Regions from separate parts of the Mus musculus genome. Here all the other regions are linked to region 4. A link is a contact called in public Hi-C and HiChIP or PLAC-seq data. All regions are on one chromosome and are shown on one strand. The core of a region is the stretch at or near the end of the contact, and the rest is flanking DNA. Distances in the headings are between cores, read along the strand shown. Region 1 overlaps Cfap299 (cilia and flagella associated protein 299). Region 2 overlaps Cfap299 (cilia and flagella associated protein 299). Region 3 has its middle 87 kb from the start of Rasgef1b. Region 4 holds the start of Bmp3 (bone morphogenetic protein 3).

Evidence for each region. A called contact is a pair of places that touch in the nucleus more often than the background predicts. HiChIP or PLAC-seq counts read pairs in DNA pulled down with a chosen protein or histone mark.
Region 1: a contact with region 4 is called in a Hi-C map of adipose-derived mesenchymal stem cells, with 2.2 times the contacts expected there. The contact joins the enhancer-like site here to the promoter of Bmp3 in region 4. A contact is called at or near these places in 4 of 39 promoter capture datasets (the 3T3-L1 cell line, frontonasal cranial neural crest and liver), 1 of 15 datasets of contacts at CTCF or cohesin (the NIH/3T3 cell line), 10 of 484 Hi-C or Micro-C datasets (the HL-1 cell line, adipose-derived mesenchymal stem cells, cerebral cortex and 5 more), 8 of 115 datasets of contacts at active chromatin or transcription factors (craniofacial prominence, embryonic basal ganglia, embryonic forebrain and 5 more) and 1 of 9 other capture datasets (pancreatic islet).
Region 2: a contact with region 4 is called in an H3K4me3 HiChIP or PLAC-seq map of forebrain, with 8 times the contacts expected there. The contact joins the enhancer-like site here to the promoter of Bmp3 in region 4. A contact is called at or near these places in 17 of 39 promoter capture datasets (3T3-L1-derived adipocytes, the C10 cell line, the HPC-7 cell line and 11 more), 5 of 484 Hi-C or Micro-C datasets (the C10 cell line, bladder smooth muscle, epiblasts and 2 more), 13 of 115 datasets of contacts at active chromatin or transcription factors (craniofacial prominence, embryonic basal ganglia, embryonic forebrain and 8 more) and 1 of 9 other capture datasets (adipose tissue).
Region 3: an H3K4me3 HiChIP or PLAC-seq map of embryonic limb bud shows a contact between it and region 4, with 4 times the contacts expected there. The contact joins the enhancer-like site here to the promoter of Bmp3 in region 4. A contact is called at or near these places in 11 of 39 promoter capture datasets (the 3T3-L1 cell line, 3T3-L1-derived adipocytes, the C10 cell line and 7 more), 1 of 15 datasets of contacts at CTCF or cohesin (the NIH/3T3 cell line), 9 of 484 Hi-C or Micro-C datasets (the HL-1 cell line, cerebellar granule neurons, cerebellum and 5 more), 5 of 115 datasets of contacts at active chromatin or transcription factors (the NIH/3T3 cell line, embryonic basal ganglia, embryonic forebrain and 2 more) and 2 of 9 other capture datasets (embryonic stem cells and liver).

Annotation. Positions count from the first base shown.
Region 1 is chr5:98,407,380-98,412,967 of GRCm38.p6, reverse strand. The region is part of intron 2 of Cfap299 (cilia and flagella associated protein 299); the gene reads right to left. Among named protein-coding and RNA genes, the nearest start is that of Mir703, 65 kb to the left of the region's middle. Within about 2 kb of position 2,302, at least 14 of the 459 cell types and tissues checked have an H3K27ac peak or open chromatin away from gene starts, as enhancers often do. A contact at or near this core is called in adipose-derived mesenchymal stem cells and pancreatic cancer cells, where this site is marked.
Region 2 is chr5:98,368,293-98,374,444 of GRCm38.p6, reverse strand. The region is part of intron 2 of Cfap299 (cilia and flagella associated protein 299); the gene reads right to left. Among named protein-coding and RNA genes, the nearest start is that of Cfap299, 42 kb to the right of the region's middle. Within about 2 kb of position 4,749, at least 23 of the 459 cell types and tissues checked have an H3K27ac peak or open chromatin away from gene starts, as enhancers often do. A contact at or near this core is called in forebrain, where this site is marked.
Region 3 is chr5:99,163,164-99,168,619 of GRCm38.p6, reverse strand. No RefSeq gene overlaps it. Among named protein-coding and RNA genes, the nearest start is that of Rasgef1b, 87 kb to the left of the region's middle. Within about 2 kb of position 2,624, at least 6 of the 459 cell types and tissues checked have an H3K27ac peak or open chromatin away from gene starts, as enhancers often do. A contact at or near this core is called in embryonic limb bud, where this site is marked.
Region 4 is chr5:98,852,939-98,859,245 of GRCm38.p6, reverse strand. It overlaps Bmp3 (bone morphogenetic protein 3), which reads right to left and starts at 4,831. Exons shown (of 3, transcript NM_173404.5): 1 at 3,824-4,831. The coding sequence starts at 4,133. It overlaps Gm34563 (a long non-coding RNA gene), which reads left to right and starts at 4,739. Exons shown (of 3, transcript XR_389376.3): 1 at 4,739-4,819. RefSeq lists a promoter at 4,744-5,607 and a silencer at 5,945-6,307.

The sequences.
Region 1 (5,588 bases), core at 1,053-3,552, 440 kb after region 4:
GGTTTTAGAGCTTTATTGTAGAAAGGCAGAGAGAAAGAGAGAAGGTAAAAATAAAGAAAAGGGCCGGCCATGGCCACATGGAGAGAAGGGGGGAAGAGAAGAGGAGAAGGAGAGCTAGAGATGAGAGTAAGAAAGGTGAGAACTTAAGAGAGAGAGAGGAGGGGCCAAGCATCCCCTTTTATAGGGAGTGGGCTGGACTATCTTGCAGTTGCAGGGTAGCTGTGGGGAGGAGCATACTTAGCTATTGTCAGGTAACTGTGAGGACAGAGTCTAGCTAGAATGTCAGGAGCTTGGGGCTTTGTTTGCATGACTGATAGTCACAGAATTATGGAGTTGGGGGGCCCTGTAGTATCAGGCACCTGTCTCTGGGAACGTGACTCGCTGTTCCATCCCTTGTAGAGTTTTCTACTGGGTCTCCGGAGCAAGCCTGCTCAACCAAAAGAGGCCGCCTTTCACAGTCCCACACTGAGGCAATGAGTTGCTGACTCCTTATGCTCTAGAGTAGACAGGTGAGGAGAAAAGCCAGCTTTTGTGGCTGGCTTCAGGGGGACTGTGAGTGAAGTCCTTCACATTGGAAAGAAAGGGCTAATGGTCCTCTACCATAGCCCTACTGCTGGCAAATGTACCAGCAGGTGACAGCTTTTGATTGTTCAGTTCCCAGATAAAAGACACACAACCTTTATATTTATAATAAGCCTTATCCAGCACTAGAGCTGGGCAGATACCCCATCTATTTTATTAGAATGTGCTTCGCCATCAGTAATCCCAAGTTATAGTTTGCCATGTCCCATCTGAGCAGCTCTTAACTCCAATTGGCTACCCCAAGGCAGCTTCCTCCTCTCTCCATTTTCTTCTCTCCCTCCTCGTGGTTCTCCTCTGACCCCAAGCCTGGAAACCCCAAACTTCTTCACCTATGTCTCTTCTGCTCAGCTATTGGCTGTCAGTATCTTTATTTAACTAATAGGGGATAACTTGGGGAGCAAGGTTGCATAGCATGTATAAGCAGATTTTCTCCTCCCTGGGGATACCCAGGCCTTGGGAGCCAGTATTCAGCATTACAATACAAACAAAAGACCAAACCTCAACAGAGGGCTGTCAAAGCTGGGGGCCCTCTGACACATTCTGCAGTATAACTCCAGAGACTTGGTACTTAATTCGGGTGTTGTTTGAAAATGGACTGGGGTCTCTTCATACTTTGTGTACTATGTATAATCAAACGTATGTGAGCAATACACATAGAACTTACAAAGTCTTGGAATGGAATGGGGCATTGGCTAGTCACAGAATCACTCTGTGATTTACATGTTCTACTCTTTTACATATAAGAACCACACAAGAACTGATTGTGCTACTGGGGCTCCTTGGGGCTCCTTTTTATAGGAAAGTACTTCTTTGTTAAAACACATTTTAGGGCTGGAGAGATGCCTCAGGAGTTAAGAGCACTGGCTGCTCTTCCAGAGGTACTTAGTTCAATTCCCAGCAACCACACTGTGGCTCACAACCATCTGCAATGGAAGCCGATGCTCTCTTCTGGTGTGTGTCTGAAGACAGTGACAATGTATTCATATACATAAAATAAATAAATAAATCTTTAAAAATATTTTTAAATTTCATTTTGTGTATGTGAGACTGTGTCTGTGTGCACATGTGTGTGTGCTCATGTGTGAGCCTCTGAGTACATATGTGTGTGCGCCTGTGTGTGTGCATGTGCGTGCATAACTGTGTATGTGTATGAGAGACAGAGAGAGAGAGAGAGAGAGAGAGAGAGAGAGAGAGAGAGAGAGAGCAACCTGCGTGTGACGCCCACAGAGGATCATCCTTTGCAGCTGGAGCTATGGCAATTCTGAGCTGCCCAAGTAGGTTCTTCGAATGGAACTCAGAAGCTAAGGAAATCTATCCATACCTCCAGCCCCTCAGGAAAGCTTCTAACTCCTCACCTTCCTACTCCCTCCCGAAGGCTTCTAACTCACTTTAGTCCATTTCTTACATTTAAGACAAGGCCACGCCTACAAGGAGGACATCACAGGGAAACTTTCTTCCCCTTGGTTGTTAATTATGCCATATTAAATGACCAGATAATCATTTTGATTTTCAAAGAATGCTGATTTTTTTTTTCAGGTAATCTCATTTATAGAATTTCAGCAAGAACCTAAAAGCCTGGCAGTCTCTGTACTCGCTGGACTTCTGAGAGAAACTGTTTCTTCCCAGGTTGCTGAATGACAGAACCGTTGGGCATCCCCTACGGTGAATCACGGCTTGGGAGTGCAGGGCTGCTCCTGGGAGCTGAGAATGTTAATCAGATGACGTGTTTATTCCACAGAAGCCCTGTTTGGTTTGCTTTAGGACTGACTGCTTCACAAGTACCGCTCCCCTCTATGTTCAAGGAAAACACAACTTAAATAAAAGTTCAGAGTTTGGGGAAAAGTTAGAACTGGTCTGGGTCTGCTATTCCTACGTGCTCGCGCCCGCGCACGCGCGCCTGTGTGTGTGTGTGTGTGTGTGTGTGTGTGTGTGTGTGTGTTTAATTTTATTACATCACTGTTTCTTCTCTTGGTTTTCCTTCCTTACTCTCCTGAGACCCTGAGGGGTGTGGATGTTGTTACAGGAGACAAAAATTTACTTTAATTCCCTCATAAAAAGGCAACACTTTCTAGAATGTGGACTGGACAGGCAATGTAGGACATAAAGTCAGAGCCCCCTACAGGTTGCTCCGGGATCTGCAGGCCATTTTACAGTCTGCCTCTGACCTCACAACTCACCCTTCCTTTCCTTTCAGGCTCAGGAATCTCATGCAAGGGACAAAGCTCTTTCCCAGAACCTTCTAGGAGAACTTAGCCTACTTTTCTGCTCAGAGATTTTATTGATCTAAGTTACACTACCAAGAAAGGTAGAGGGTTATAACTGCGTCTTCAGGTAGAGCTATTTCCAATTTTCTAAGGAACCAGCAGACTGAGTTCCACCTTGGAAGCACCACTTTGCAGTCCCCGCAGCAATGGAGGAGTGTTCTTCTTTCTCCACATCCTCTCCAGAATGTGCTGTCACCTGAGTTTTTGCTCTTAGCCATTCTGATTGGTGTGAGGTGGAATCTCAGGGTCATTTTGATTTGCATTTCCCTGATGACTAAAGACTTTGAACAACTCTTTAAGTGCTTCTCAGCTTTTTGAGATCCTTCTGTTGTGAATTCTTTGTTTAGCCTGTTTAGCTCTATACCCCATTTTTTAATTGGGATATTTAGTTTTGGGAGGTTCACTTCTTGAGTTCTTTATATATTTTGGATATTAGCCCTCTAACAGATGTAAGGTTAGTGAAGACTGGTTTTCTAATCTGTAGGTTTCTAATTTGTCCTATTGACAGTGTCTTACAGCTGTAAAAATATTCTGTTCTTTTAGAGAATGCTAACATGGAGTAAAATGCAGAAATCCTACACACCATTTAACATGGCAGCGGTGTGAGGCTGCACTTGGTTTCAAAACCAGTAATGAAAGGAAACTGCAGCCTGCTCTTGGTAGGTTGGGAATAGAAAGGATCTACCAACCTCCCACATACTTAGGAAGTTGTAAGTTGGTCTCTAATTTTTGTTCCACAACTTGGCATAAGATTTCTTAATTACACTGTACACTTTGTGTGTGTGTGTGTGTGTATGTGTGTGTGTGTGTGTGTGTGTGTGTGTGTGTGTGTTTCACAAAAGAAAGTCAAGACTATTTGTTTCATTATTTAGTCAAAGTTAGCCAAACAAACATCGTTTTAGCTAAATATAGATATTATTATGCCTTTCTGATTCAATATGTTAGCTAGAAGGTAAGATATTGCAGACACTTATAGCTGATGTAGACCAGGCCCTGTTGGCAATACCTTAGTGTTTGTGTATAGAAGTCTGTGCAAATACTGATACTATATAGTCAAAAACATCGCCTCAGGGACTCTATTCTGCCTGCACTCCAGTTCCTTTACAAAATCTCTAACCAGGGGGAGACTCTTCAGAGATATGATCATTTGAGATTATGGCTGAATGAGGTCATGAGGGCATGACCTAATCCGCTAGGACCCATGTCATTATGAAAAAGAACAGACCACGTGAGAGTGAATTTCAAAGCCATCTGTGAGTCAGAAAGAGGGCTTCAACCAGAAATGAGTGCTGACCACACCTTAGTTTTGTACTGTGACCCAAAGAATTATAAAGTAAGTTTCATTCTTTAAGTCACCTAAGCTGTTGTGTTTTGTTATGTCAGTGAGGCAGATAAATATCTGTAATAAGAATGTCAGGATTATTTCCATTAAATAAACATTTAGATTACACTAAATTGGGTCCATTTTGTTTCATTTGTAAACTTTTAAAATTGTTCTTTCAAAATATCATGTACATTGTACACAACGCACTCTGAGCAAATCCCTCCCTTATCTATTTTATCTCCTTTTCTTTCCCAATGAGCCTATTCTTCTCAACAAATCCCTTTCATACTCCCATATTTTTTGTTGTTTGCTTGAGACTTGCTGAGTTCAATTAGGATTGCTCCTATGAGCATGGGTGGTGGGTAGGGAATTATTTACTTAGCAAGGATAACTTCCCAGTGACTATACCACTGAGGAATATAGTACGGATCTCTTTCCCAGCAGCCATCAACTGATTGCAGTTCTGGGAAGGAGCCGGTCAACTCCTCTCCCATCAGGAGGGAATGCTGATGGACCCACACTTGTGCAGGTCATGTATATGCAACCATTGCTGCTGTGCAATCATGGGTGAATAACAGTTCATAGCATCCCACTTCCCATCCTCTGGCCCTTACATTATCCCGTCCTCGTCTGTGGTGCTCCCTGATCCCTGAAAGGGGTAAGAGGAACGTCATGTTTAGGACTAAAACACTGAACCATCTTTTCTTCTCACCCCTTTGACCAGCTATGAGTCCAAGCATTGACTGTGAACCATGGCAAACAGAAACATTCTCTGCCCAAGGCTGAGAGAAAGAGTAATCTGTCCGTAGAAACAAATTTTCAGAAGAAAAATTGACTACATGTCCATTTAACAAAGCAGCAACTGTCAGGCGACCTCCCAGTTGAACAGTGAGCTCCAGGCTTACAACTTTCATGAGCTGTCATACACTCAGGGAAAGGCTTTGTGGGTATATCTGTTTGTGAGTTATTTCCACTCCTGTAATTCCTCCCCCATACTCCTGTAAGTCACACTAATAATTTCATTAGTTCCCTGAGTTGGTCTGGACATTTTTTCCCTCCTTTGACCACCATTGGTTCCCTATCTGGGATGAGTAATTATGTGGTCATACATCCCCAGGCACAGTGCCACAACAAAGAACAGCAGGGATAATGGTTCAGAAGATCAATAAGTACAGAAGCCCTGTGTGACATGAAATGAATAGCCTCTACTTTAGATGACTGCTAAAAAGTAAAACTAAAATTGTGTCTTCAGCAGGAGACTTAGCTTTATATAGGACAAAGGAGTAAAATGGAGAATTCTATTTAGAATGAGTGTTATGATGGAATATGGCTACAGAGGTCTGGAGGGCATTGGAGAATGATCTACACAAGGGGGCAAGAATTATACTACAAAATAACGTTGGCTCAGAGGAACCCGT
Region 2 (6,152 bases), core at 3,500-5,999, 480 kb after region 4:
AGCTGGTCTCCCAGTAGTGCTAACAAGCCTGTGAGCACAGGTAAGACTACTACTTGGGCTCAAATTCCTGGCCCAAGAGGGATCCGCCCAGAACCATCAGGACACAGGAACCAAGGAACGGCCAGGGACAGGATCCTTCTGATTTCCATCTGCACCCCAGAGCTGACCCTGTGCCACAGCTCTCCATACCCAAATTTCTCCAGGAGAGAACTGGTCTCCCAGGAGTACTGACACACACGCTTGCAGGAGAGATAATTCACAGTCAGAGACAGCAAGACAAGCTAACACCAGAGGTAAACAGATAGCAAGAGGCAAGGGCAAGAAAACAAGCAACAGAAACCAAGAACTTGGAATCATCAGAACCTATTTTTCCCACCACAGCTAGCTATGGACACCCCAGCACACCTGAGAAGCAAGATTCTGTTTTAAAATCACATCTCATGATGATGAGAGAGGACTGTATGAAGGACATACATGAATCCCTTAAAGAAATACAGGAGAACACATGGAAACAGCTAGAAGCCCTTAAGAGGAAACACAAAAATCCTTTAAAGAATTAAAGAAAAACACAACCAAACAGGTGAAGGAATTGAACAAAGCCATTCAGGATCTAAATAAGGAAATAGAAACAATAAAGAAATCACAAAGAGAGACAACCATGGAGATAGAAAACCTAGGAAAGAAATCAGAAGTCATAGATCATAGTCATGACCAACAGAATAAAGGCGATAGAAGAGAGAATCACAGGGGTAGAAGTTACCTTAGAAAACATTGACACAACAGTCAAAGAAAATGTCAAAAAAGCTCCTAACTCAAAACATCCAGGAAATCTAGGACACAATGAGAAGACCAAACCAAAACTTCTAGGTATAGAAGAGAGCGAAGATTTCCAACTTAAAGGGACAGTAAATATCTTCAACAAAATTATAGAGTAAAACTTCCCTAACCTAAAGAAAGAGATGTCCAAGAACATACAAGAAGCCTACAGAACGCCAAATAGACTGGACCAGAAAAGAAATTCCTCCTGTCACATAATAATCAAAACACCAAATGCATTAAAGAAAGAAAGGATATTAAAAGCAGTAAGGGAAAATGGTCAAGTAACATATAAAGGTAGACCTATCAGAATGACACCAGACTTCTCACCAGAGACTATGACAGCTAGAAGATCCTGGGCAGATATTATACAGACCCTAAGAGAACACAAATGCCAGCCCAGGCTACTATACCCTGCAAAACTTTCAATCACCATAGATGGAGAAACCAAGATATTCCATGACAAAAACAAATTTACACAATATCTCTCCATAAATCCAGCCCTATAAAGGATAATAGATGGAAACCACCAAGACAAGGAGGGAAACTACACCCTAGAAAAAGCAAGAAAGTAACCTTCTTTCAACAAACCCAAAAGAAGATAGCCACACAAACACAAAAATAACATCAATAATAGCAGGGAGCAACAATCACTATTCATGAATATCTCTTAACATTAATGGAATCTATTCCCCAATTAAAAAATAACAGAATAACAGAATAACAGGCTAGATACATACACAGGACCCACCATTTTGCTGTATACAAAAAACACACCTCAGAGTAAAGGGCTGGAAAACAATTTTGCAAGCAAATGATCCCAAAAAACAAGCTGGAGTAGCCATTCTAATATCGAATAAAATCAACTTTCAAAAAGGATAAGGATAGGACACTTCATGCTAATGAAAGGGAAAATCTACCAAGAACTCTCAGTTCTGAATATCTATGCTCAAAATGCAAAGACACCCAGATTCATTAAAGAAACATGACTAAAGAATATACCTTCTTCTCAGCACCTCATGGTACCTTCTCCAAAATTGACCATATAATTGGTCACAAAACAGGCCTCAAGAGATACAAGAAGACTGAAATAATCCCATGCATCCTATCAATTCACCACAGACTAAGGCTGGTCTTCAATAGCAACAAAAACAACAGAAAGCCTATATACACATGGAAGCTGAACAATGCCCTATTCAATGATAACTTGGTTAAGGATGGAAGGAAGGAAGGAAGGAAGGAAGGAAGGAAGGAAGGAAGGGAGGGAGGGAGGGAGGGAGGGAGGGAGGGAGGGAGGGAGGGAGGGAGGGAGGGAGGGAGGAAGGAAGGAAGGAAGGAAGGAAGAAAGAAATTAAAGACTTTTTAGAGTTTGATGAAAATGAAGGCATAACATACCCAAACTTATGGGACACAATGAAAGCAGTGCTAAGAGGAAAACTCATAGGTCTGAATGCCTCCAAAGAGAAACTGGAGAGAGCTTACATTAGCAACTTGACAGCACACATGAAATCTCTAGAACAAAAAGAAGCAAATAAACCCAAGAGGAGTAGATGGCAGGAAATAATCAAACTCAGGGCTGAATTCAACCAAGTAAAAACAAAAAGAACTATACAAAGACTCAACAAAACCAGGAGCTAGTTCTTTGAGAAAATCAACAAGATATATAAATCCTTAGCCAGACTAACCAGAGGGCACAGAGACAGAATCCAAATTAACAAAATCAGAAATGAAAAGGGAGATATAACAACAGAAACTGAGGAAATTCAAAAATCATCAGATCCTACTACAAAAGCCTATACCCAACAAAATTGGAAAATCTAGATGAAATGGGAAATTTTCTAGACAGATACCAAATACCAAGGTTAAAACAGGATCAGATAAACCATCTAAACAATCCCATAACCCCTAAAGAAATAGAAGCAGCCATTAAAAGTCAAAAAAAAAAAAAAAAAAAAAGTCCAGTCCAGGACAAGAGGGGTTTAGTTCATAATTCTATTGGTCCTTCAAAGAAGACTTAATACCAATACTCTTCAAACTATAGAAACAGAAGGAACACTACCCAATTCATTCTATGAAGTCACAGTTATGCTGAGTATCTTCCCTTGGAGATGGAACTGTTTCTGTCTAATCAGGAACTTGTCACAATTACGTTTCATAGAGAACTTCATAAGAGATTTTTTTTTCTACTTCTGTCATGTTTAATGTTTCAAATGGATTTTAAAAACTGGAAAAAAAAGGAGTAATAGCCTTAATGTTGGAGGTGACACATGAATCCTCCAAGTACTGTAAACTCAGGTCTAGGTCCACCAGCACCCTACGTTCACTCATTACTCTGAACTATGTATTGCCTAGAGCCAGTGTTTAAAAGCCATTCTGGTGTCCCAGTGTGCCACAGACTGCAAGGAAGAATTACTGTATCAGTCAGGCGTCTGTTCACTACACCACCCTCTGACATCATGGCGAGATAGACACTACTGTGGGGGGGTGGGGGGGGGGCAATCTAGTGGGATCCAAGGACATTTTTGGCTCACTGAACAGACAGGTAAAAAAATATGTATATTTCCTGCAAACATACATATGAGTGGCATTGTACAATTATACATATTGAGCAGGGTATGCTTATATGTTTAAGATGTATATACATATGTGTAAAAAAACAATCAAAGAAAGATGTCACGAATTTAAAGAGGACACAGGAGAGCTTCGGGGGAGGAAGAGGAAGGCAAATGATGTAATTATATTATAATCTCAAACTAAAAGAGAATAGTGTAAGACAACCAATAAATAAATTCTCAGTATTCAGAAATCTTCCATAGTAAGAACATAAGAACGTAAACATATCTGCATTCTCATTTTGCAATGCTAAAATCAGATTGATTTGAATGATTTAAAATTTAATTCTTGTTATTTATTCCACAAATGCTCTTGAGAACATACGTGCACTGTACTGGAGATTCTGGAAGAAGTAGTGGGACTGAAGCAGAGCCTGTGTCCTCCGTGAGACCGTAATCCAGCCGACACATGAGAAAGCCTCTCGTCTGTGGAGACCTAGGTGTGGCCTCAACTGTCCAGAACACGGGATTTTTAAGGATGCATGCCTCGCCTCATCCAGATGTCTTGCTCAGCAGCTGCAGCGGGTAGGGAGCTTCGCACAGTAAGCAGTACAAAGCAACCAGTTTGAACAGAAGCTAAGATAAGCAGTTAGCTGAAAGAGGCTCTGTACAAACAAGCAGTTTTAACAAAGGCTAAGTAAGATATGTTAACTAGAACATCCTGACCTTTGCACCCTAGGCTAGAGTTGCATAGTTTTCTGTGGGATTCTCCATCAAGGAGATCATATTATAGTTAAACCTGGAAATAGCCTCAGCAAAAATCCAAGACGGAGGAATCTTTGTACTGTCTTGCCCCATCACGAAACAAAAATTGTAAAATGTACCTATCAAATAATGATGTATCGTGAGACCTCAAAAGAGAAGGAAAGGAAGACTACTATTGTATATCAAAAAAAGACTTCCTAAAGTATCATTAATCCATGGATAATGAATAGAATTGGGAGCTGGAGAGAAGGCACAACAGATTAGAGTACTTGCTGTTCTTCGTAAGGACCTGGGTGTGGTCCCCAGCATCCATATGGTGGCTCACAAACATGTGCACCTCCAGTTTGAGGGTATACAATGTTTTTCTCTGGTCTCTGTAGGCACAAAGCACGTATGTGCAACACAGACATGCAAACACCCATAAACCTAAGAAATATCTTTTTCAATTTTAAAAAATGCATTTAAATTGAAAATGCATAGAACGGGGTGCAGGAGAGAGAGAGCATCTTTCATTAAAATAATAAACAGCCCCCACGAGAGAGTTACTCTATGACTCAACACGCAGAGGACCTAAGACAAGAAGCAGACAACCAAGACTTCTGTGAGGCAGAGTGGGCAGATCCTCACGACGAAAATAACTGTGAAGGAAGGAAAGCGGCGGGGAAAGTGAGCTGGGGAGAGAGCCAGGGCAAGCTGCTGAAGATTTGGAGCTGCAGAGTACTAAAAGCAAGCTACGCTTCAGTGGGAACAGCATCAACTCTAAATGATGGGTGACACAGTCTTCCAGGATGGCAGTGGTACCCACCTGTGATCACAGTCCTCCAGAGATTCCTATCAATGTAAGGTCTGCCAGGGCCACAGGGCAATACCCTATTTCAACAAAACCAAAAAATAAATTAAAAAAAAAACCAATAAATAATAAAACTGAATAGAAGCGCTGAGCACTGGGGGCTCTGAACCATGAGCTGCCCAACCCTCCCCAAACGACAATGCATCACCCAGAATTTGAAGTGAGGAGCACTGGAAATACTCCAAAATTAACAGAATGGAAAATATAACTATATTTCAAGTTGACACCTAATTGTGAAACAGCTGTCTCCCAACTAATCCTTGTCACAGAAAAAAAAAAAAAAAATAGCCTATTACTGCCAAAATGGAGGCTGAAAACAGAAAGAGCTGTCACTTGCAGCCCAGGGGGCACAGCAAGAGAGATCACACCCATGGCAGTGTTTCCTGGTGATGAGCCACTGTGGTAGGTCTCCAGCCCTGCCCCTGCTTGCTCTCACACACTTCTGCTTACCCACAGCAAACTGCTCTGCTGTGGTAGGCCTCCTGCCCTAGTGTTCACATTCAGAATGACAGTGTAATAGGCTGTGCCAAATACCCAGGCTTCAGAGTTTAAGCACAGAGATCACTCTAAGTCATTCTTCAAGTTAACAGTCACGATACAACGAAGCAAGTCGTAAAATGCCCACGGAGTCTCTGTCTTCGGCTGGCAGCACATTGAGAGCTGCCTCCGTTTGTCCCTAAGTCAATGGCCTGATAGTAGAGTGGCGCTCGTGGGAAGATCTTGTAATATCAGAGCAGCATGCTAGATTTTGATTATTTATGATACAAACACATGTGCAGACATATGAGATGACAAACCAGTTGCCCCTCCGCTTACATCTGTGATGGGGATCTTAGCTATGTCAGCTTTGAACACAGTCTCAGCTCTGTGCTCTAAATTCTAGCCTTCAAAAAAAAGAGGATAAGGTTTGGTCACAACCACACACACACACACACACACACACACACACACACACACACACACCACGCACACACACACAAAGCTATGTAAAAATGAAAACAACCAAATACAGGATGGGTAAATCTGATGGGGGCACAGAGTCCCCTGTTTGCTATAAGAAGCATGATTCTAAACAGTCAAAGCATTCCCACCTTCAAAGGGTGCCTAATCACTGGCCTTCACGCTGACGCCCCCTTGAATCCAGAGGTGTCAAGACTACAGAAGGGGAG
Region 3 (5,456 bases), core at 1,375-3,874, 310 kb before region 4:
GTTATTATTATTTTTTAAAGATTTTATTGTCTGGGAATTTTATAGATGTATGTATATGATGTGTTTCAATCAAATGACCGCCTCCTCCTCTTTCCCCTCCCTCCTCAGATATTCTTCACAGCTCAAGAAAACAGGAGAGCCCTTAGGCTCAGGGTGAGCTGGGCTGCTGAATCAAGGTGGAGATCAACTAAGCTCCAAACACAGAGAAATGTGGAACTCGTTCAACGTAATCTACTGAGCCCTGCCTAAACCAGGAAAACTAAGGTGCACTAGTAGGGAGCAAGGTAAGGAAAGCGTTTGGGATAACTTGGAAATAAGATCTGCATTATAAAAATAAAATAAGTGCAATAAGTCTATACCCCAAGAGCAACCACAGTCATGAATACTGTTTGTGGGCTGTCTGATCCCCCCACCCCCGCTCCTATTTCTCCAAGTCTCTCTCTCTATTTCCTTTACTTATCTATGAGAAGAGTCTTTGAAAAATATTTATCTGATCGTAAAAAAAAATATTTATTTTTATGTAGAAAGATTTCAGCTTATCTGGGTTTTCCCATTTTGAACTTTACTACTTGATTTTCATATCTTGAATACACATACTGTTGAGTGTAGTTTTACAAAGCTAGCGCCTTTGCCTGGAATTGCCCCGCTATTGGCCCCTCCCAGCTTCCCTTTTGCTTTACCAGCCTTTAGCTCCTGGAGGTGACCATGCATGCCACCAGATCCCACTGGAGACTCTTGAAGCCTCGGGTAAAAGACACACGCACTAAATTTGTTACTTTTAACTTGCCTTCTAGGCACAATTGCTGGGCATTACTTTCTCCTGCCTGGAAAAGCATGGCCTTACCATTTATTATCTCTGTCTTTCCACTTGCCCTAAATTTCAGTGGCTAGTCCCACGAAGCACCCACCAAACATCCTTGGCCACCTGCCAGTAGTAGAGGCCATAGTGGAAGCTCATGCCCTCTGCCCACCCCTGTGCCCCGAGATCTTACATGGTTGTTTCGTTCTTCTTTCTCCAAAGCATGGCAGATAAAGCTCTCTCTCCTTCCGTGTCACCCTTACCCTCCTCGGACCCAGAAGTTGTGCCTGTACCTTCTGCCCAGCAATTGTCCTTATTTACTGACAAATCAAGAACCAGTTGGGGATCAGGACTTTAACATCAGAACCTTCCTTGCACACATACAATTACATCACTGTAGAACCCAGAAATGGAAAGCTCATTTGAGTGTATAAAGGGACACATTTGTCCTGTGTCTATACAGGGGCCTTGTCACCAACGGTCAGGGTGTCCTCCTACCACACAATGACTTTGGTAAGAGTGGAAATGCCTTAGGTGGGATTCTTTGCACAGTTTTTAAACATTGTCATTTCTGAGACCAAGTCACTGGCTAAATGATGGAAACAAAAGCATGACCCTTCAACAGAGTTGAAGTCCAGTTGTGTCAACTTCCCAGCATCTCTTAGACAGCCTGGAGCACCACAGCCTGCCATCTTGTCCTGTATCTCCTGTCTGTCTAAAGCTAAAACACAAACGTGAATAGTTGAACCATAAATGGCATACAAGCCATACACACATTTATCCACCTTCCACTGGGCCTACCTTATCTCCTCATCCACTCTGTCTTGAAAACCTCATGAGGGCTCCTGGAACCACACAAGGAGGTCAGAATGGGTTCGCTGTCAGCCTGGACTTAATACAAGTATTCATGAGACCATATAAGGGCAGCATGTCCACCCAACATGTCCACCCCAAACTTCCAAGGAACCAGAGGATGATAGCACCGAGTACTGAGGTTTCACCATTCAAAGACCTGGTGTGAGATAATGAGTGACCCTTGAGCCTTCCATAATGAGAAAGAAAAGCAGTGAAGTTGTTATAACTTCCAATATTTAAGAAAAGTTCTTTTAAAAATATATAAAGTTACTTGGCAGAACTAGTGAAAACTTGAATGATACAAACACACAGTTACAGAAAAAAAATCTCTTTTCAAAGGTGAAATACATTAACATGAACCTCATGAAACCATAACCTCTTCCATTATCCTCAGCTCAGCCTCCTCACCAAGGAGACCACTGGTTCTTGGTCCAACAGATGCTGGCTTTCTATAGAAAACATGTGGACTATCTCCCCAACTCTCAGTCCGTTTTAGTCCAACTAACAAAATAATATTTCCATCTTCCCAAACATTATCAAAATAAACTCCACTAATTCTCACATAGGAGTTTTTAGGAAAACAAAACAAAGCAGAACAAAGCAGTTAGCTAAAAGGGATTTGTTTCCCTTAAACCACCCTCTTGTAAAAAATAGATTTCTTCTTACTATGTTGATAACCAATAAAGGCCCTTACTCAAGCTTCCCAAATTGCCTCAAGCAATCCAACCTTTCAATAAATCTAGGGACTTTCCCAGGGGTTTCTGGCCCAAGCCACCCCACCACTTTTATGATGATATATGGGGGTCATATACAGGGATTTACCCAACAGCCTCTAAATTAAAAGTCATGGGAGCAGGTAGTTTAAGGAAGAGATTTATACCAAGTTTCAAATGAAACAAAGGTATTCCTTACAGCTGTGAGCCATCTGCAACCAATTTTCTCATACTCAGGGTATATTGAAGATAAATATTCTCCTGTACCCACTCCCAGCCCCCTCACACACTCTCTAGAGACTCATATAATATGCCACCCAGAGGGACCTTAACGTTTCTACGGCATACAGCTGCTCAACCTCCCCTGTGGCCTTTCTCTTGTAGTTCATATCGATTTCAAATCATAGAACACTCAGTACCCAGACCCTTACATTGTTATTTAACCTGCAAACGCAGGTTAGAAAGGACAGGATCATTTTAATTGCTACAAGACTTGTAGGTATGACTGATTATACAGTGTGGCCATGAGTAACGTTAGAATCAGGGTTTGAATAATTTCCTATTTGAGTGTAGAGAAAAATGTGACCACGGAGAAACAGATCCCAATGGCCCAGAGCAGAGCTGAACTCTGACAGCCATGGGCTTAAGGGTCTCCACCAGTGACCCCGGTTTCTATCTTTTCAGCTGTAATCTGGGGAGATAAATGTTACTACTTTAGAAGGCTCCTGGGAAGATTAAATGTGGTAATACCTGTAAAATGCCTAGACAAATCTCCAGAAGATATACAGTAACCATAAAGATTAGTTATTGTTACTTTATGAGCGATAATCCTTTCAAAGATACTTTCACCAACTACAATGTTAACACAATAAAACAATATTAAAATCTAATAGTACAGGTAATCTTTTCTGTCTATGGCTTCATGAAATTGTTGCATCTTACAGTATACCAAGTAGCACTCACCCTAGCATTTATTTCTGAAACTGTCCTCTGTGGAACAATAGCATGATGTAAGACATAACAGGGCACACATACATTCAAACACACACAGACATACACACAGAAATACACAGACACACACAGGCACATATATAAGCACACACACACATACAAATACATACTGGCACACACAGAGACACACACATACAAATACAAAGAAACACATACACAGATACATGCCTATGCATGCACACACACATACACACACACAACCAAAGTCAAACACACAGCCACACATAAAGACACACAGATGCACACAGGTGCATGCACACACACACATACAAACACAAAAGTACATACAGACGTACACACACACATACAAATGCACACAGACATATACCAACACATACAAACACACAGCCACACATAGAGACACACACAGATACACATAGGCATGTGCACATACAGACACACATATAAATACGCAGACATACACAGGCACACACACACACACACACACACACACACACACACACACACACACATAAATATCCAGACACACAGGCACACACACACAAATACACACGGGCACACACAGAGACACACACATACAAACACAGAGACACATATAGAAATACAGGTACATGCAAACACGCACACGTGTGCGCACACACACTCGTATACACACACACACAAACACATTCAAACACAGAGACACATGCACAGATACACACAGGTACATGCACACACATACAAACACACAGCTCCATGTAGAGACACTACATAGATACACATTGGTGTGTGTGTGAGCACACAGACACACAGACACACACACACAAACACACACACACACAAACACTCAGACCCACACATCACAAGATAAAGAAATGCTGACTTGAGTACAACAGAAAAGCCTGTCCACACAACTCCCCAGCCTTCAGTGCACTGCCTGTCACTGTCATTTCCAACATAATGGCATGTCTGTGTGTAGAGAGTCTTTTACCTTATAACCCAATTTTATTGGAGAATAGAACACAGTTTTATTATAGAGAACCTGTGTGTGGTGAAGCTGGTGAAGGACATACTTAATTTTTTTTTCCAGTTCCTGACTTTGGCCACACACTTTTGTCATAAAGTTACGGTCAGATGCCACATTTTTTGTAATTACTTGGGTCTGGCCAAATCCAGTTAAAAGTCTAGGTCTCTTTTCCAATGTAATATGATAAACCATTGCCACTCCCCAGCACAGATGTGCAGAGGAGACAGGAGCTTAGCCTGGGCGCTCACTTTTCCATCTCTTTCTACTTCCAGATACTGTTTCACAGGGATCCACCTCTTTTCCCAAGCCCAAGGCCTGGGGTCACAGGCACAAGCTTTTGTGCCCAGTTCTTACGTGGGTTCTGGGCATCCAAATACAAGTCCTCATTCTTGCCCAGCAAGCATTTCAGCACCTGGGTTGTCTCCCCAGCCTCAGAACACACCATTTAGAAGGGAGTTTCAACTAGTACAATTTTTTAAACTTCATATTGGTGGAGAGTAAGCAACCTTTCTGTTCACCAGGAGCCCTGAGATACTGTCCTACCCATTTCTGTCAGATTTCAATGTATGGCTTTTCTTCCTACACCCCTTCCTGCTATGCACAGAAGAGGAGCTAAAGGGATCTTCAACCCTATAGGTGGAACAACATTATGAACTAACCAGTACCCCTGAGCTCTTGACTCTAGCTGCATATGTATCAAAAGATGGCCTAGTCGGCCATCACTGGAAAGAGAGGCCCATTGGACACGCAGACTTTGTGTGCCCCGGTACAGGGGAACGCCAGGGCCAAAGGGGGGGAGTGGGTGGGTAGGGGAGTGGGGGTGGGTGGGTAAGGGGGACTTTTGGTATAGCATTGGAAATGTAAATGAGCTAAATACCTAATAAAAAATGGAAAAAAAAAATAAAGGCAAGAAAGGATGGCTAAGGGAACATACAAAGAGTACAAAGAGGAAGGACAAAGAGAAAAGAGCACAAAGGTTGAGTGAAATCAGGCAACATCAGTAATTCTGTTGCACAAAAATGTATTAAATGTTAAATTCTCCAATTGGAAGAAAAAGCCAAACACCAAATATACTCTTTGGAAGCAAAAAAAAAAAAAAAAAAAAAAAAAA
Region 4 (6,307 bases), core at 3,582-6,081:
TCCACATAGATTTTAGTGCATAAAACTGAGTAAACCATCTGCTTGAATGAGTTACTGGCTTAGGAGTTTTTCACACTGACCTCTGTTGGTCTCCTGGGGTCTTTGAGTGTGTGTAACTTCACTACAAAGCTACATTTGAATTTTTTTAAAAAAAATATAATTCATTCTCTTTTTCCTTTCCACCCAGCGTGAATAATCGAGAATTCATGGTATTATGGATTTTTAAATGTCAGGGATTGTAAAGCTGTCCTGCCTATTACAGTAAGACTTCATTAGAGGCTATCATGTATTCAAAGTAGTGTGTAATTCAAAGCAGCTGTGTATCCCAGCTCCTCTCTTCCAGATGTACTATTGTCCTCTAAATAAAAACATCATACAAGCCAAGGACTCTATAGCTTCAAGCTTTGTTTCTAGGTGCCCGGAACCTTGATAACTATATTCCAATAAAGCTATTGCATCCTATTGTCATGGAAACATAAACAACAACAGCAGCAGCAGCAGCAACAACAACAACAACAACAACAACAGCAACAACTTGCACTTTCCCATTGATCCACATATTCTTCAGGGCTTGGGCTTCTAGTCAAGTAGTGATTTTTCAGGCCTGGGTCACATATCAATTTTCCTACAGCCTTATTGTTAGCATTGCTTTTTAGAAATATGTTAAAATCACAGTTCTTTATATTGAAATGTTTGGTTCACAGTAGGTAAGGGTCACCTGTCATTTTCCACTGAGGTAAAATATTCAAGTGTGAGTCTGTGTTACTTCAATATTTCCTTCTTTTATTTGTGAAGGCAAATATATTTTTCTTAAAGATGGTACATATCCACTGGGGCGTAATCTTTTCATAGTTGAGTGTCATAAGTAGTGATAACTTTAAAAGAAGAAAATCAAGCTCTCATTGCTTTTCCTAGAGACCTTATGAGTAAGACAAGTAAGAACAAGTGTCTATGGAAACAAGAAGCATAAACTAGGTACTGTAAAGGATCAAGACAGGAGAAAACCTCAATAAAAATATTATGTCAGCCCGTAGTAGCTAAGGATAAACTTAAGCCAAGATTAAAATAAAAGCTAATCCCATGCCCTTCTGTCTCCGGATGATGGGTTTCTATCAGCCTGGCCTTCTTTGTCATCCCTAATTTTGTGAATCACCTTTTGCAAAGGGAAGGATAAAGCTCACCTTTACGTAAACTCTTACATAGCAGAGGAAAAGCTTACAAGACACGCCCCCTACAAGATACGGCCCCCATAACCCCCAGGCTCGTGGTTTTGGCACATTGACCTCCCAGAGCTGAGAGAGGGGAGCAGAGTTTAGCAGAAAGTGTGTTTAGGATCAATGCCACCCACCGTCAGGGAAGTTGTCAGAGGGAGACCACGGCAGCTACATTTCAGATACTCTAGGTCTAGAACAATGAATGATTTTAGTCAGGTGAGCTCCAGGGAGCAAATGGCTCTCTAAGGCTGTGTATCACGCAGCCCGAGTAAGCTCTCCCTCGGAGAACCTGGCAGACCATCGGGCACTCCGTACACGGAGCACAGGCACCTGACCACCCACAAAACCTGCAACATCTTTGGTAGAGAGGGGCACATATGTTGTGGAACTTCAGCGTGTTGAACTGGGAAGGTCGATCTAATTTATTAACACAAGATAGTGTCTTTTGCCTACATCAACTCCGGTCGCCCAACGAAGGGCGTATCTGGATAGTGGTGCTGATGAAGGGAGAAAGAAGTACAAAAGCTTTAGCCCCTTCTGGAGTCCTGCCACTTTACAGCCAGACAGGTCTTATAACAAAATCCTTTCACTGTGTGAGCAACTAAACACTCTTAGAAAGAGTCCAACCTGAGCCACTTCTCCAGGAGTCTCTAGGGAGGTAACATGACACTTCAGCTTCCACAAAACCACACACACACACACACACACATGTGTCTGCATTTGATGAATAAGTCATTAAGACAGTTTGTAGGATGCTAAAGAATTACTTTTCTTATCAGGGAGCATAGCCTTGTATATATGTTCACAGGGGCAAGCCATCATTTCAAGGGAGTGTCTGGCCTCTGCTAAAGAGTTTATCATCTGATGGTATAAGACACAGTGAGGCTGACAATGGATACTGGAATTACAATGAGTAGAAAGAGCGAGAGCCCAGATGGTAAATAGTTGTTACCCAGGACTTAGTCTAAAATCAGTAGCTAAACAGTATGTGTGGAAGAGACAAAAAAAAAAAAAAAAAAATCCAAATTTACCTTCAAATGTTGTTACACGCGCTAAAAATAAAATCTGTTAATGCAAAAATGGCTTGTCACTTGGACACCCCAACTACTCTCTGGGAACATAAGCAAATAGAAATATCGAAGCCAGGATGATTTAAATATCTTCCTTACTGCCACCTGCTTTGCCCACCCACCAGCTTCCTTCCAGACCTTGTTAGTCCCACGGTGCTCTTTGGCTCAGCTCTGCCCTCAGCAATGCACTAATGTAAACAGATGGGTCACTGGTGTCAGGGCTATTAGAGTTGTCTCTTCAAGTGGCTAGAATGCTCAGCAGCAGGCAGAATAGGTTTCTAGGTCCTAAGTAGAGGACAGCTCTTTTCAGATCCTGACCGTGGATCTACGAAGCAAGTGAAATTTGGCTTAGCTCAGCTTCTAGCTAAAGACTTCTTCTCTGCATTAAAAGCATAACTCACATTTATTGTAAATGGCGTCGTGCCCGTGAGCTCCAGAGTGAATTCACAGTGGCTTTCCTTGGTGGATATCCCCACCTCCCCGCTCCCAGCCCTCACGAGTGAGGTCAGGAGAAAATTCATCTAGTGTTTTGGACAGAATGGAGAGAGCACTAGAGACACAGCCTCCACCCTTGAACATTCCTGACTGTTCTTCAACCCAAGTCTGGAAGGCAGACTTTTCAATCACCTTTCCTTTAATCCTGAAGGTAATGTACACAAACCCTAGTGCATCCTTAAAGCAGATCAACAGTGAGTGTCCAGAGATTTTGCCCTCACCCTGTTATTATAAACTGTTCGCTTCAGCACAGGAGCTGGCAGGGGTGGGGTGGGGTGGCTTTAAGCCATGAATTTCAGCCTCAAGGATCTGTGTTGAAAAAAATAAACCAAAAAAAAAAAAAAAACCGGGAAGATGAGATTTTCATCGCTGATACTAAGAGGTGTTTACTCTCCACCAGAGGAGGTCTCTTCCCAAGCTAACGCTTCCCAGCTTGGATCTCGCAAGACTTATTTGCCAGATGGGTTAGAAATAATCTAAACACTCACGCACCTGGTTTTGTTTGTGTGTTTGCCACTAGGGGACTATCAAGAAGAACGTGTCAGATATAGCAACCCAAAGGTCGCAGGAGTTAAGAGTGAGTTCTGTGTCTGGAGAAGTGCCTGTTGAGTATGCTTTTCTCTCTCTGGGCCCAGGGTTGGCATAACATGGCATTCACTTCGATCTAAACGCTGCCAAAGCCCGTCGGAGGGAATTTATGCCGAGCAGAGCAATTAAATCATCAGCATAAGATCTCCGTAGGGGTGCCTGGAAGAGGGCTTCTGGACCCTGGGTGTCCTCCCTTGGCCTCTTTCCTGCTGCACCTCTAACTAAGCCTTGCCACTGTCCCAGCTTTTCTTCTGCTTTCCCGTCTCAGTTGGGCTCAAACTAGGCTTATCCGGAACGTCCCTGGAAAATTCCGAGAGGGCAGAGGGGACCAGACGGCAGCATATGAGAAAGGTCCCTACAGTGTACCGCCAGGAGACAGCGGAGTGGAGTGGCACGGCGGGAGGGGCTGTCCTCTGCACCCCGGGGTGGGATGGGCTCCCTCTCCCTCCCACTCACCTGCGGCTGCGGCTCTGAAGCTGCGGACCGTGTTACCACCGCGCAGGGGCTGAGGACCCGGGAGCTGCGAGCCCGGTGTCCGGGTAGCCTGGACTCTACTGCTGCCGCTGTACCTGTCATAGAGCCACAGCATATGCTCCGACACCTTGTCGTGCGGCCTCAGGTCCGGACTCGGGCTACCACCTGTCGCGCGGTCGCTTGGCTCAGTCTCACGGAGTCCCGGGAGGTGCAAGTTTGGTCTCTGTCCCTGTGCCAGGTTCAGGCAGAAGTAACCTAGCCATAGACAGAGCAGCCCGCGCGCCCCGGCCATAGCGAAGTCCTGCTGTCGCACCGCTCTACTTCGGGTCGCCCGCGACACCTCGGAGGCGAAAGGGACGGCGGCAGAGCCGGGGTGGTGCTCCAGCTGCGGAGCGGGACACTGAGAGCCGGGCACAGCTGGAGCGAGGCCGCGAGGGTCGGCAGGTGGGCTCTGGGTGGCAGCCGCGCCCGCTCAGCTCCTCTCGCCGGCCAGCCGGAGGGCGGAAGGTCTGGGCGAGCGCAGCCGAGTTGTCAAGCGCGGGCTCTCCCTTCCGTGCCACCTGAGACTGGGAACACCCGGCCGGGCTGCCGCTATGGGGATCTGGATCTGCGCTCCACCAGCCTGGGACGCGTGCCGGGGCGGGGTGTGCGCTGTCGCAGCCAGCTGAGTTCTCAGAGGACGTGTGGTGTGTGTGTGTGTGTGTGTGTGTGTGTGTGTGTGTGTGTGTGTGTGAAGACAGACAGACAGACAGAGAAAGAGGGAGACAGGGAGACAGAGACACAGAGACAGTGACGAACAGAGAGACAGAGATAGAGAGACTGGTTCTGTTCCTTCTTGTCCTGATCTGATCTGTCCGGTCCGCCTGCAGCGAGTTCTCCCTCTAGCCTCTGGCTCGCCTTCCTAAGGCAGCTGGAGCAAGACTACCTCCAGAAGAGAGAAGCCTGGAGCGAAGTAACCAGGGAGCCAGAACCAGAAGGGTAGGGAGAGACTAGGGAGGGCGCACGGGGAGGGGCAGGTGGCGCTGGCGAGGGGAGGATGGAGGAAGAGTAGGAGGGACTTTTTAAAAAATCTGAGCACAAGTGGCTACATTCCTCCTAGCAAAAAGGCAGAGGCAAGTAGCAGTTTCTTTTCCCTTATTTGTTCTTATTTTATTTTTTGTTTTTTGTTCCCTTTGTTTGTTGTAGAGGTTTTGGCTATTTGCAGTTTGCTTTGTATTCCGCTGATTCCATATAAAATCACCACTATACGAACACCACAGTTGGCTCCTTCCCTGGGACACTTGGAAGGGCCCTGTACCCAGACACCTGCGCTGCCCTCCTACAGCTTATTCTTCATAGAGTTTCTTTTCACATACATCCTCATCTTCTTCGGAGGAGATAAACAAAATGAAATTCCACCCCATGTTTTAAAAAGATAAGCTAACTACCACAAGTCCAGCTCGCACTGTCAGACCTCTCTCAATAGGTTTCCTTGAAGACAGCTGATGTGAGAATGAGTCAGGGCCTTTAGGAAGAACCTGGTGTGCAGACTCGAATATAACTAGTTCTGTTGTCCACGCCATGCCAGCACCCTATGGTGTCAGAGAAACATTAAACTGCTAGCCAGCACTGTTTACTGCAAATAACATATCCTAGGTACTTGTCATCCCCTGTGTCCAGACAGGATTTCACTGTGTAGCCAGGGCTGGCCTTGACCTCAGACCCCTGCTGCTTCAGCCTCTCTAGCACGCGGGATCCAGGCCTATATCACAAATCATGGGCCGTAGGCATTGTGCATTGTTTTCAAAGAACCTTCAAACAAATCCCATGTTGCAGACTAAAAGACTGAGAGAAAAGATGATTCCTAGCAGGTGGCAGAACTGGGCTCCAAACCCAGGGAGCCTGACTTGCCTGACTTCTACTCTAGGATCTCTACATACTTAAGAATGGAACGGACATTTAAATTGGCTTAAGCAGACTATGCCCTTGCCATGGCTCCTGGCAGTAGGACTCTCAGTCAATGTCCCTTTTGGGAAACTGTCCCATCTCTGGTGCATTGACATTTTTGAAAAGAAATAGGTTCGCAGGTCACAATGAGCCTTCAACATTTAGTTTCTCCTTTGTTGGGGAATGATAAACCCTCCTAGAGTTTTGTTGGAGTAATACTAGAAACCAGTACTCAGTGAGTGGCACAGGTCTGGTCTTTAGTAGACTCTCAATCCTTTTATCCCAAATTATCCCAAATGTATCCCAAATGCAGACCATGGTCTCCCCCTCTCAGTCACTTCTCAACCCACTGTTCAGCTGTTTGAATTCTGCCCTTAGTCACCCTGGGAACAGCTCTGCAGATAATGCCATAGACTTCAAGAGTGGTCGAGAGGCTCCAATGAGATCATGTGGGTGAGCTTCGCCTGGCATAGAACACATAATAGCTTTTGTGATTAATAATAAAAACCTAATTGCAAAATTCAATAGGCACTGGAAGGC